3 separate regions of the Sus scrofa genome follow, and regions 2 and 3 are each linked to region 1. Evidence: chromatin contacts called from public HiChIP or PLAC-seq and promoter capture Hi-C data. All regions are on one chromosome and are shown on one strand. Each heading gives the region's core, a stretch centred on a gene start, on an enhancer-like site or on the middle of the called end of the contact. The rest is flanking DNA. Distances are from core to core; before and after follow the strand shown.

What was found. Promoter capture Hi-C pulls out the DNA fragments that hold promoters and counts their contacts. HiChIP or PLAC-seq counts read pairs in DNA pulled down with a chosen protein or histone mark.
Region 2: an H3K27ac HiChIP or PLAC-seq map of alveolar macrophages shows a contact between it and region 1. The contact joins the promoter of MCRIP2 here to the promoter of CAPN15 in region 1. A contact is called at or near these places in 4 of 47 Hi-C or Micro-C datasets (epiblast stem cells, heart right ventricle, liver and 1 more) and 1 of 2 datasets of contacts at active chromatin or transcription factors (alveolar macrophages).
Region 3: a contact with region 1 is called in a promoter capture Hi-C map of fetal liver, with 3 times the contacts expected there. The contact joins the promoter of MRPL28 here to the promoter of CAPN15 in region 1. A contact is called at or near these places in 2 of 5 promoter capture datasets (fetal liver and liver), 7 of 47 Hi-C or Micro-C datasets (alveolar macrophages, embryonic fibroblasts, liver and 3 more) and 1 of 2 datasets of contacts at active chromatin or transcription factors (alveolar macrophages).

The regions. Positions count from the first base shown.
Region 1 is chr3:41,206,702-41,209,878 of Sscrofa11.1, forward strand. It overlaps CAPN15 (calpain-15), which reads right to left and starts at 1,909. Exons shown (of 13, transcript XM_021086917.1): 1 at 1,677-1,909.
Region 2 is chr3:41,132,065-41,135,307 of Sscrofa11.1, forward strand. MCRIP2 (MAPK regulated corepressor interacting protein 2) reads right to left here and starts at 1,385. Exons shown (of 7, transcript XR_002342465.1): 1 at 1,269-1,385; 2 at 62-206. It overlaps METTL26 (UPF0585 protein C16orf13 homolog), which reads left to right and starts at 2,182. Exons shown (of 6, transcript XM_021086912.1): 1 at 2,182-2,473; 2 at 2,633-2,795; 3 at 3,010-3,069. The coding sequence starts at 2,277. It overlaps TRNAG-CCC (a tRNA gene), which reads left to right and starts at 1,800; the gene lies at 1,800-1,870.
Region 3 is chr3:41,328,764-41,332,284 of Sscrofa11.1, forward strand. It overlaps MRPL28 (39S ribosomal protein L28, mitochondrial), which reads left to right and starts at 1,649. Exons shown (of 5, transcript XM_005655127.3): 1 at 1,649-2,359; 2 at 2,949-3,101; 3 at 3,350-3,484. The coding sequence starts at 2,072. TMEM8A (transmembrane protein 8A) reads left to right here. Exons shown (of 12, transcript XR_002342470.1): 11 at 213-1,320; 12 at 1,592-1,667.

The DNA of each region.
Region 1 (3,177 bases), core at 659-3,158:
AGGAACCTGCGTATCCCTGCGAGCCTGGCAGAGGGAGAGGGAGCCAAGTCCCTGCGTGGGGACAGGGGTAATGGGTGGCAAGGGCCAGAGGTGCCAGAAATCCAAGCAGAAGATCAGGGCAAGGAACCAGCTGATCCAAGTCCCCTTGGTGCCCCTCGGGGGCAGGAGGTACCTTTGGATGGGGTCTGGGCACAGCCCTGAGGCTCTCCACTGACCAGCAAAGACCCATGAAGGAGCCACAGTTTCTGCGGATTTCTAGGGCAGCTGAGTCCTTCTTCCCAACTCCATGTACACGAGGTGAACAGTCAGCGACCCAGACCTGGACGCGCGGCCCCAGCAGCCACGGCCGCCCCATGGCCTCCGTGAGGAGGTGCTCCGCAGAGTGCGGCCCAAGAGACGGGTCCAGAGAGCTGGGTGCAGGGCCTCCAGCAGAGCCCACCGTCAAGAAGGGCAGGGCTCCGAGCCACCCCTGGGGGGCAGGACTGCAGGGCCCTCCGCCTCTTGCCCTCAGAGTCCTGGGTCTGGGCGGCTCAAAGGAGAGAAACGGGATCCAAGACGGAAGGTCCCTGTCTAAAGCCAGGCAGTCACTGAGCCCTGGGCCCAGCGTGGCGGGGCGGGGGTTAAGCCTGGCTCTCAGTAGGTCACGGGGTCACCAGCCTGTCTGCTCAGGGGAAGCAGCTGCAGAAGGGAAGAGGGGAGCTCCTGCCAGGAGCAGAAGGACCTGAGAGGAAATCAGTCGAGCCCAACCTCTCGCAAGACCCACTCCCAGCAGCCAGGCTCGGGGTTCCCAGTCCACGGGGGCCTCCCCAGGGACTTGGGCCAGGGAAACACTAGCCTCTCCCCGCACTCGAGAAAGTCACCCAGAAATGGCAGGATCGCGTTACCCCACCTCCTAGGGCAGCCCAGCCTCTAGCGGCAGAAGGGGATCAGGGGCACCCTCCTGACGGTGGCTCACACAGCCCCCAGGCCGGGACAGGGGAGGGGCTCCCAGGAGGGGTGCGAACCTACTTAGCACTCGGCGGAGGCCCGTGTCCCCCCAGGACACGGCCGCTCAGAGCCACCGGACCCCAAACTCCCAGGCCTGGACTCACTGGGATCCTGTGGTTGCAGTCTGGTCCCAAATTCCTGCGTGTTAGGAGGCGCCCCCACCTCCTCCAAACAAGCCCAGTCACTTGACCACACAACAGGGGTGCGCTGGTGAGGACCAGAAGAGCCCCTCTTGTGGGCAGCAAGAAGAGCGTGAAGGGTCGCCGTGCAGCCTGGCAAATCCTCTCAGGGCCCCTGTGGAAAACTTCTCGGTTCGCTCCAGCGCCAGGAGAGGGACGGGAGAACGAACTGTGGTGGCCGGCCAGTGGGCACACAAGGCGCGCCCGCGCTCCCACTCCGCGGGGCCACCGCGGGACACATCCCGAACGCAGCCGGGGACGGGACACTGCCCGGAGATAAGGGCACTCAAGGGCAGGAAAGGTTCAGGCCGCCTCCTGTGTCCACAGCACCCTGGCTGGTCTCTCGCTGTCTGGTCCCCCAGGTCCCGCCGGCTTCTCCCTCGGGCAGCGTCCCCAGCCCGGTCGTGCCGGACCAATGCCCAGGGGGCGCCGCCCGCCGGTCCCGGCCCCACGAGGGGCCAGGCCGCTCCCCCCGGCCCGGCCCGGCCCGGCCCGGGCGGCGAGACTCACCTCCGCAACCCCGCGGCGCCTTCTCAGTCCCCGCGGCCCGGGCCCGCTCGCCTGCGCCGGTCGGCCCACAACTTGTTCTCGGAGGGCAGGCGGGCCCTCTGCCGCCGGCGCGCTGCCCCGACGGCCTCCCGCGCTGAGTGGCGGAACCGGCAAGCGTCTCGACCCGGCCCGACCCGGCCCGGCCCGGCCCGCGCCTCTCCCTGCGCCGCCTCCGTAGCGTAGCGCCCGGCCGGGGCCCCAAGGCTACGGCGCGCCCGGGGCGCACGCGGCGCTGTGAATCGCGCGCCCGGACTACCGCTCCCACAAGGCGGCGCGGCGCGCGAGGCAGGCCGGGAGGCGGAGTCCGGGGCGGTGGCCCTCAGCCGCCTCGACTGGCGCCCTCCGACTTCCCGGGCCGAGCCGACCGCGAGCGCCGAGGTAGGCGCCCGAGCCGGAAAACGGGAGGCACGGCGTGCCGTGGACGCGACCGGGACTACAACTCCCAGAGTGCCCGGCGCGGTAGGGAGGGGCGGGGCTTCACACCCCCCCGCCCCGGTCGCGGCGCTTCCGGCTGCTGCTGTGCCGGGCGGCGAGGGGCTGCGGCCCCGGACCCCTCCCGGGCCCCTGCGCTGCGCTGGGCCTGCTCGCAGAACCGCCCCCTCCCTCCCGGGTCCCCTCTCGACTTGTCTGCCTCTTCCGGCCCGCAAGGGCTTCCCGGTCCTGTTTCGGTTTCGCTGGGATCGACCTGCGCTGACCACGGCCGCGCCACTCTCTGTGACCCGGGCAGGTTGCTTGCCAGAGCTCCAGTTTCTTCTGGGCCATCGGGGAACCAGTATCCCCGAGCCGCTGGAAGGACGGAGTGAGGCACACGCGCAGCCCAGCGCCAGGCAGGGAGGAAGCCGCGGGGGGGCCTCCGAGCAGAACCCGGCCCTGTTTGCTCAGAGCCTTTCCCTGCACTTTGGGTAGTCTGAGGTCACTCTCATACCCAGCAGCCGCGGACTGAGGGTAGGCGCTGCTTCCAGGACCCCCGCCCTGCGTCGCCTAAGTGCCCGGGAGGCAGCAAGACCCTCGGAAAAACGGATCGGTGTCAGCGGTTTTACCGCAGCAACTGAAGCAGGGCGAGGCTGCAGTGGGGAGTGGGGATTCAGAGGGCGGAGCTCCGGGGGCCCTGGCATTCAGAGGAGCTTGGGGAGCCGGAAAGGGCACAAGCCACGCAGGAAACACAGAAGCAAAGCCCCCTCTACCAAGAGATTCAAGGAGAGTGGTTTGCGGTCCCCTTCTGCCTTCAAGGGCCAAGTCCCGCTGGTGGCTCAGTGACTGCAGGTCCCCTTCCCTCCCAGGCCCTTTCCCTGTGCACTGCCTGAGGCAGCTGGGTCAGAGGTGGTGTCCACAGCCCTATAACCTCCCGACAAGAAAAACGGCCAAAGGTGAGCCGACGAGAAAAACGGCCAAAGGTGAGCCGTGAGACCTGATGGGCGAGGTTCTTTCCAGCCCGCTGCAGTGCTAGGGAGTAGGGAGAGAG
Region 2 (3,243 bases), core at 135-2,634, 75 kb before region 1:
GTGCCCTTGGCTCACACATGCTCACAAGCATGTGTTCACGCACACGCTCCCAGAGCCTCACCCCTTGGCCGTGTCCAGCTGCTCCCGTCCCAGGCTCTGAGCTCCGTGAGTGTGGAAGGTGTGCGTCAGGTCACACAGTGTCCAGTCCAGAGCGATGCCTCCAGGGTGACGAGGGTGGCGGGCAGAGGGCCACCTGAGGTCCAGGGCTGGTAAATGGAAGACACTGCTGGGCCTTTGCCCACTTCCTCAAGCAGCCCACACAACATGGGGGAAGCAAGGAAATCTGTGGGTCTCAGGCCCCTCCCCTCCTCTTTTTTTTTTGGTTCTTTTTAGGGCCATACCCATCTCATTATGGAGGTTCCCAGGCTAGGGGTCGAAGTGGAGCTGCAGCTGCCAGCCTACACCACAGCCACAGCCGTACGGGATCCGAGCCGAGTCTGCGACCCACACGGCACGGCAGCTCACCCTTAACCCGGTGAGCAAGGGCAGCGATCGACCCTGCACCCTCGTGGTTACCCACTGAGCAAGACAGGAACTCTGCTCCTCTCAATCTCATCACTCGGGAAGTCTCCAGAATTTTCAAAGCGCTGTCCCAGGAGCCAGGACAAAGGCCGAATAGCTAATTCGTACTCTATGACAATATCACAGCATGGCCCATGCCCAAGAGTGCCATGTGAAGCCCCCAGGAAATCTGGTGCCTCCTGAGGGGGCGAGGAGGGCTGGGGGACCTGGGTGCTGAGGCCTCAGGTGACCACGGGTCATCAGCAGTGGGCAGGGAGTCACACCGAGGGATACCTCGTCTCCACCTTGAGACAGACAAGGTGCTCGGCCAACACACGGGAGGCGAGGCGGAGGGTGAGGAAAGGGTCTGGAGAGCTCAGTGCCCTGAAGCGGGAAAGCCGGAAAAAGGGCCTTAAGGAGAAAGGCCAAAGGCGCGGTCCGGAGGCCTGGAAGCCCGCCCACTGGGCGGAACCGTCCCCGGAGGTGCGTCCAGACCGGCCACCCCCACAGCGCGTCACCTCCCTGAGCTGCAAGATCCTTCTCCCGGTCGGACCACGCTCACAGGCCCCTGTCGCCACCCTGCACGCCCCCCTGACAGCAACCCGAGGCTCACGGCCCATCCCGGGGGCCGTCCACAGAGCGCTCGCCGGAGCGACGGCGGCTGCGGCGAGGCGGGGGTCTCGTGCGAGAAAAAACGCCCAGCAAGGGAGAGGAGCTACGCCGACGGCGGGGCATGGCCTTCCGCCTGTCAACAGCCTGCTTGAGACCTGGGCCCCGAGAAGCCGAGCAGCGAAGCATCTTTGGACACAACAAGTCGGCCTCCCCCTTGACTCAGAGGTCGCCGGCCCCTCGCAGCATCGGCGAAAAACCCTGGGCGCGCGCGGGTCACCTCAGCGTCACAGACCCTGGAGCCGCGCAAGCTCAGTTCCTTCAGGTCGGGCCCGCCCCGTCCAGAGCCCCACCCACCCGTGAGCCCTGCCAAGCACAGACCCGCCCACCCACGAAGCCCCGCCCTCACAACTTCCGGAATGCCTCAGTTGCCATGGTTTTCAAGGCGCGAACGCCGCTCCAGGCGTCCATAAAACCTCAGCCCCACTCCGTCTCCTTGAGGGCCGGGTGCCCAAACGGTACCGCGAGATCCCCGGTCAAGCCCGGTGTTCCTGCTCCTGCTGCGGGCGCGGCGGAGGCGCGTGCACTCTGATGTCTCTGCGCGAGCGGAGCCGGCTCGGCGGGGTGAAGGGGGGGAGGGGATTTGCGTCACAATCTCCTAAGTCTCTGGGAGAAACCTTTAAGCAACAGCGCCGCTGGTGTAGTGGTATCATGCAAGATTCCCATTCTTGCGACCCGGGTTCGATTCCCGGGCGGCGCAGGCTTTTCTTTCTCCGGTGTTTTTTTCCCACCATCTCAAAAAATGGACTCTGATCCTAAAAAGATTAATGAAGAAGAGAAGGAAAAAAAAAAAAAAGACGAGAGAGAAGCATCCATTCTGGTGCGACACGAACAAGACAATTTTGGAACAATGAGCTCTATGAAAATGCTAGGACAGCCACGGCCAGAGGGTGCTGAGCTTTTGGGCTCCTGCAAAGCAATGACCCAAACTCTAGCCCAGACCCTCACCAGAAGCCCCCGCGCGCTGCGCGCCCTTTAAGGCGCGACGCCTGTGCTCATTTTCCCGGGGTGGGGCGGGCGGCGGCTGCGCGGCGGGCGGGTCTCAGACGCGCCCAGCGGCGCGGGACTGCATCGTCACTAGGGCCCCAGGCCGCAGGACTGAAACCATGCTGGTGGCGGCGGCCGCCGAGCGGAACAAGGAGCCCATCCTTCACGTGCTGCGGCAGTATGTGGACCCGACTCAGCGCGGCGTCCGCGTGCTCGAGGTGGCCTCGGGCTCCGGCCAGCATGCAGCCCACTTCGCGCGGGCTTTCCCGCACGCCGAGTGGCAGCCGTCAGACGTGGATCAGCGCTGCCTGGACAGGTGTGGCGGGAAGGCGGGACCCCGGGGGTGAAAGTGGGCCCCGTCCCGCTGCCATGGTTCGCATGCCTTTGTGATTCCTCCAAGCATCTCCTGAGTGGGGGTGCAGGGGCTCAGAAAGGCTGCCCAGGCCACTGCCACCCACGGGCTGCCCTTCTGCAGTATCTCGGCCACGGCTCTGGCCCAGGGCCTAACCAACGTGAAGGCCCCGCTGTACCTGGACGTGACCTGGGATTGGGAGCAGTGGGGTGGGATCCTGCCGCGATCACTGGACCTGCTGCTCTGCATCAACATGATCCACATCAGCCCCCTGAGCTGCACCGAGGTCTGTGGGGCTGTGGGCACACAACCTAGGGGCCACCTGCCGAAGCGATGTGCTGGGAGGGAGCTAGGTGCCAGGTTGGCACGTATGGGAGGCAGGCCATTCGGGCCGGGAGCGGGTGCGGGGAGGTCAGGCTGAGTCTCCAGCCCTGAGCCCAGGGCTCCTGGAGGATCCCGGGGACAGCTCCTCACTGCTGTCTGGCCTCCCACCTCCGCAGGGCCTCTTCAGAGCAGCAGGACACCTGCTTAAACCCAAGGCTGTGCTCATCACCTACGGGGTGAGTGCTCCTGCCCCAGCTGGGCCTCCCCTGGCAGCACCGCCCCAGCCGGCCCTGGGTGTGCCTCACCTGCTAGTCTCCCTGCACCCTCTTGGCTCAGCAGCTGGTCCTCAGCAGTCTCCCCTCTGCAGGGCATGGAGGGAGGTGTCCTTTCCGTCCTGTGGGTGCGCGTCT
Region 3 (3,521 bases), core at 399-2,898, 120 kb after region 1:
CCTGGTCCCGCCTTCGGGCCATGGTCCGGGTCCTGGGCCCGAACCCTCTGCATCTGCGGAGGGCCCCCTGTGGTTTCATGCCTGAGGCCTGGGGACCCTCAGGTCTTTGTGCGCTTGAACCCCCACCAAGCAGCCCACGCTCCCAGACCTGGGCGAGCCCTTGGCAGCCCTGGTTGCAGCCCCTGCGCCGACACGCAAGTGCTTTCCTCCAGGTGTACCGCTGCGGGCGCCGACGCCGCTGCTACCCGCCCTCCTGGCAGCGCTGGGTCTTCTACCTCCTGCCTGGCATCGCCATGGCCTCTGTGGCCATTGCCATCTACACCGCCATGATGACCAGCGACAACTATTACTACACCCACAGCATCTGGCACATGCTGCTGGCTGGCAGCGCTGCGTTCCTGCTGCCACCAAGGGACCAACACACCGAGCCCTGGGCCTGCTCCCAGAAGCTCACCTGCCACTATGATATCTGCAGGAACCGCCAGGAAGAGCTGTACACAGTGACATGACGTGGCCCGCTTGGGGACACCTGCGGCTTTGATGATTTCTCCGGCCAGGGGCAGGACCAGGGGAGAGGTACCCTGTCCAGATGGATTTCCAGCCGAATAAAATTGCACTGCTGTGCTCTCACTTCCTCCTCCTCCGGAGGCAAGGCCACACCCCCAGCTCCCTTATGCCTACTGGCTGCCAGCTACCCGGTCCCTCTGCAGGGCCCAGCGGGTGTCTGCAGTGGCTCCTGAGGCCTGGCCCTGGCTGCCTGGAGACCACAGGTACCAAGTGGGGAAGCCCCTGTGGTCTGCTGGCCTGGAGATGGTTGGAGGGAAACGTAGAGTAAGATGGCTGTGTCGCCCTGTTCCTGTGTGAGGCTGTGCTCTGGCACTTAGGCTGGTAGCTGTGCCGCCGCGTGGCTCCTTGACCCCTTGTGCCCCAGCAGGATGCCCCCTGCTGATGCATTTGCCACGGGAAGGGGCGATCGTGCCAAGGGAGCTGATGGCACTGGGTGGCCTAAGGGCTAGCTGCCACGAGGGCATGGGGAAGGCTGGCTTCTGGCTGGCTGGCCACCCCTACCCCTTCACGTTGGCTCCAAAACTGGGAGGCCTTCGTGGAGAGGAGGCTCCAAGATGCTCTGGGAGTGCTGGGCTCCCAGGGCACACCTTGTCCCAACTCTACCCCACTGCCCTCTGGGTTCCTGGGCCCTTGTCTAGTGAGCATCTCCTTGAGAAGAGAAGGGGACGGCGGCCACCCTGACCTCGCTCAAACACGTGTCTGCAGAGGGGGCTCCTGGGGACCTGGCCTAACCTCTCTCGTGGTGAAAGCAGGGTAAGGGCTGCTGACCACCCCAGGAGGCCCTCCCTAAGGTAGGCTGCGGGGGGCCACTGTCAGTGTGAGGGTGCTGAGCCCAGGGTGGGTGGGGGCCCGCAGCCCTCTCACCTCTGGACCTGGCATCTTGCCTTCCGAGTCCCATCCAGGATATGGCCTCCCGGGAGGCTTCCCACACCCGCAGTTACCCAGCACTTGGCCACCGTAGCATTCTCCAGGCTTGTAATGGGGAAATATTTATATAAGGTATTTCGGGGGGGGATTTTTTCAGACATTGAAGACATTTTTCTGTAGCTCTGATTTCACTGTGATTGATGAATTTAATATTCTACACTGATGTTTCAAGGTAAAAAGAGTCTTTGCATTGCTTTCTGCGCTCGTTCTGGGAGGAGGGAAGGTGGCCAAGCCTCTGGAAACGGGCCCATTCTTGCCGGCCCCACACTTGCCGACGATCCCTGGGGCTGCCACCATCTCTGCAGGAAGTTTTCCACGGTCCCTAAGGACCAAAGAGGGGGCGGGACGAGCTGGGTAGACGGACTGGCTTGCAGCCAATCAGCGGCGGTTGGAGAGCAGGGTGCCGCGGCACGACTTCCGTTTCCGGCGAGGCCCTGGGCTCCGGAGGCTGGCGCGGCTGATCCTGGCTTGCAGTGGGAGTCACGCGGCTTTGCGCGCGGGGCCGGGGTGAGGGTGTTGTCCCACGTCCGGCCGCCGCGCGTGACCGCGGTCCCTGCCTCCCGCCAGCCTCGCCGCGATGCCCTTGCACAAGGTCCCTGTCGGCCTGTGGAAGCAGCTCCGGCTGTGGGAGGGCATCTATTCCCGCCTGCCCCGGCACTACCTGCGCTCCCTGGAGGAGGCGCGGACGCCCACTCCCGTGCACTACAGGCCTCACGGGGCCAAGTTCAAGATCAACCCCAAGAACTGGCAGCGGGAGCGCGTGGAGGACGTGCCCATTCCGGTTCACTACCCCCCGGAGTCCCAGCTGGGGCTGTGGGGCGGCGAGGGCTGGGTGCTGGGTCACAGATACGTCAACAACGACAAGGTGAGCGAGCAGGACGGGCTGGCGCGGTACCTCCCGGGCCTTGCCGCCCGGCTCCGGCTGGGGTCTGGAGGTACCTGGAGAGGAAGGGGACTCTGCTCGGGAGGAGGGCTTACGGCCCGGCGGACACAGCTCCTTTCAGGATGGGGAGGAGGCCTGAGTCTTGAGAGGGGGTGGGGGGCGAGGCCTAAGGAGACCTGTCGGCTTCACCCTCACCCCCACCTATCCTGACACCGGCAAGGCTGGCACTGCCCTGCCCCCTTTAGAATGGTCGAGAGACTAACCCGGGGGGCAGATCACCCCAGTCCGCCCCTGATGCCCCCAGTGCCTTGCTGCCTCTGATGGGGAACCTGGAGGAGCTGCCGAGCCCTCGGGGTGGGGATTTGTGTCTTTGATGTCTCCTTGGCCTTTGGGCCCTTAGGCTCTGGTTTGGACCGTGAAACCCCGTGGACCCTGCAGTTACGGTTGTGTGTGACCCTGCCACCTCGGCAGGGTCGGGGGAGAAGCGGACCTCTGGGCAGCCAGGCCCCCGAGTGGAGGCTGACAGGTGCAGCTCCCCGGCCCGATGTCACCAAGCCTCTTGCTCCCTCAGCTCTCCAAGAGAGTGAGGAAGGTGTGGAAGCCGCAGCTGTTCCAGCGCGAGCTCTACAGTGAGATCCTGGACAAGCGGTTCACCGTGACCGTGACCATGCGCACCCTGGACCTCATCGACCAGGCCTGCGGCTTCGACTTCTACATCCTCAAGGCAAGGACAGCGGGGTCCCCACTGAGATGTCATCGGCACCCTGTCCCCCCGACCCCCACAGCCCCAGTGGGAGTCCGTCGCTGCGGCAGCCGCCCCGCTTCACCTCCTCTGCTCTCAGACCTTTCTCTGTTCTGGCCCCCGGGTGCTGGGCTGGCCTGGGTGCTGCCAGCAGCTGGCGTGGAGGCTGAAGGGGGCGGGGGGCGGGACCCTGCCTGAAGCACCGGGTCCCATGTGGAGCCTCCTGCCAGACCCCCAAGGAGGACCTGTGCTCCAAGTTCGGGATGGACCTGAAGCGGGGGATGCTGCTGCGGCTTGCCCGACAGGACCCCCAGCTGCACCCGGACGACCCCGCCAGGAGGGCGGCCATCTACGACAGGTACAAGGTAAGGAGTAAGCCTGTACCTCCTGCCTCTCACGGGC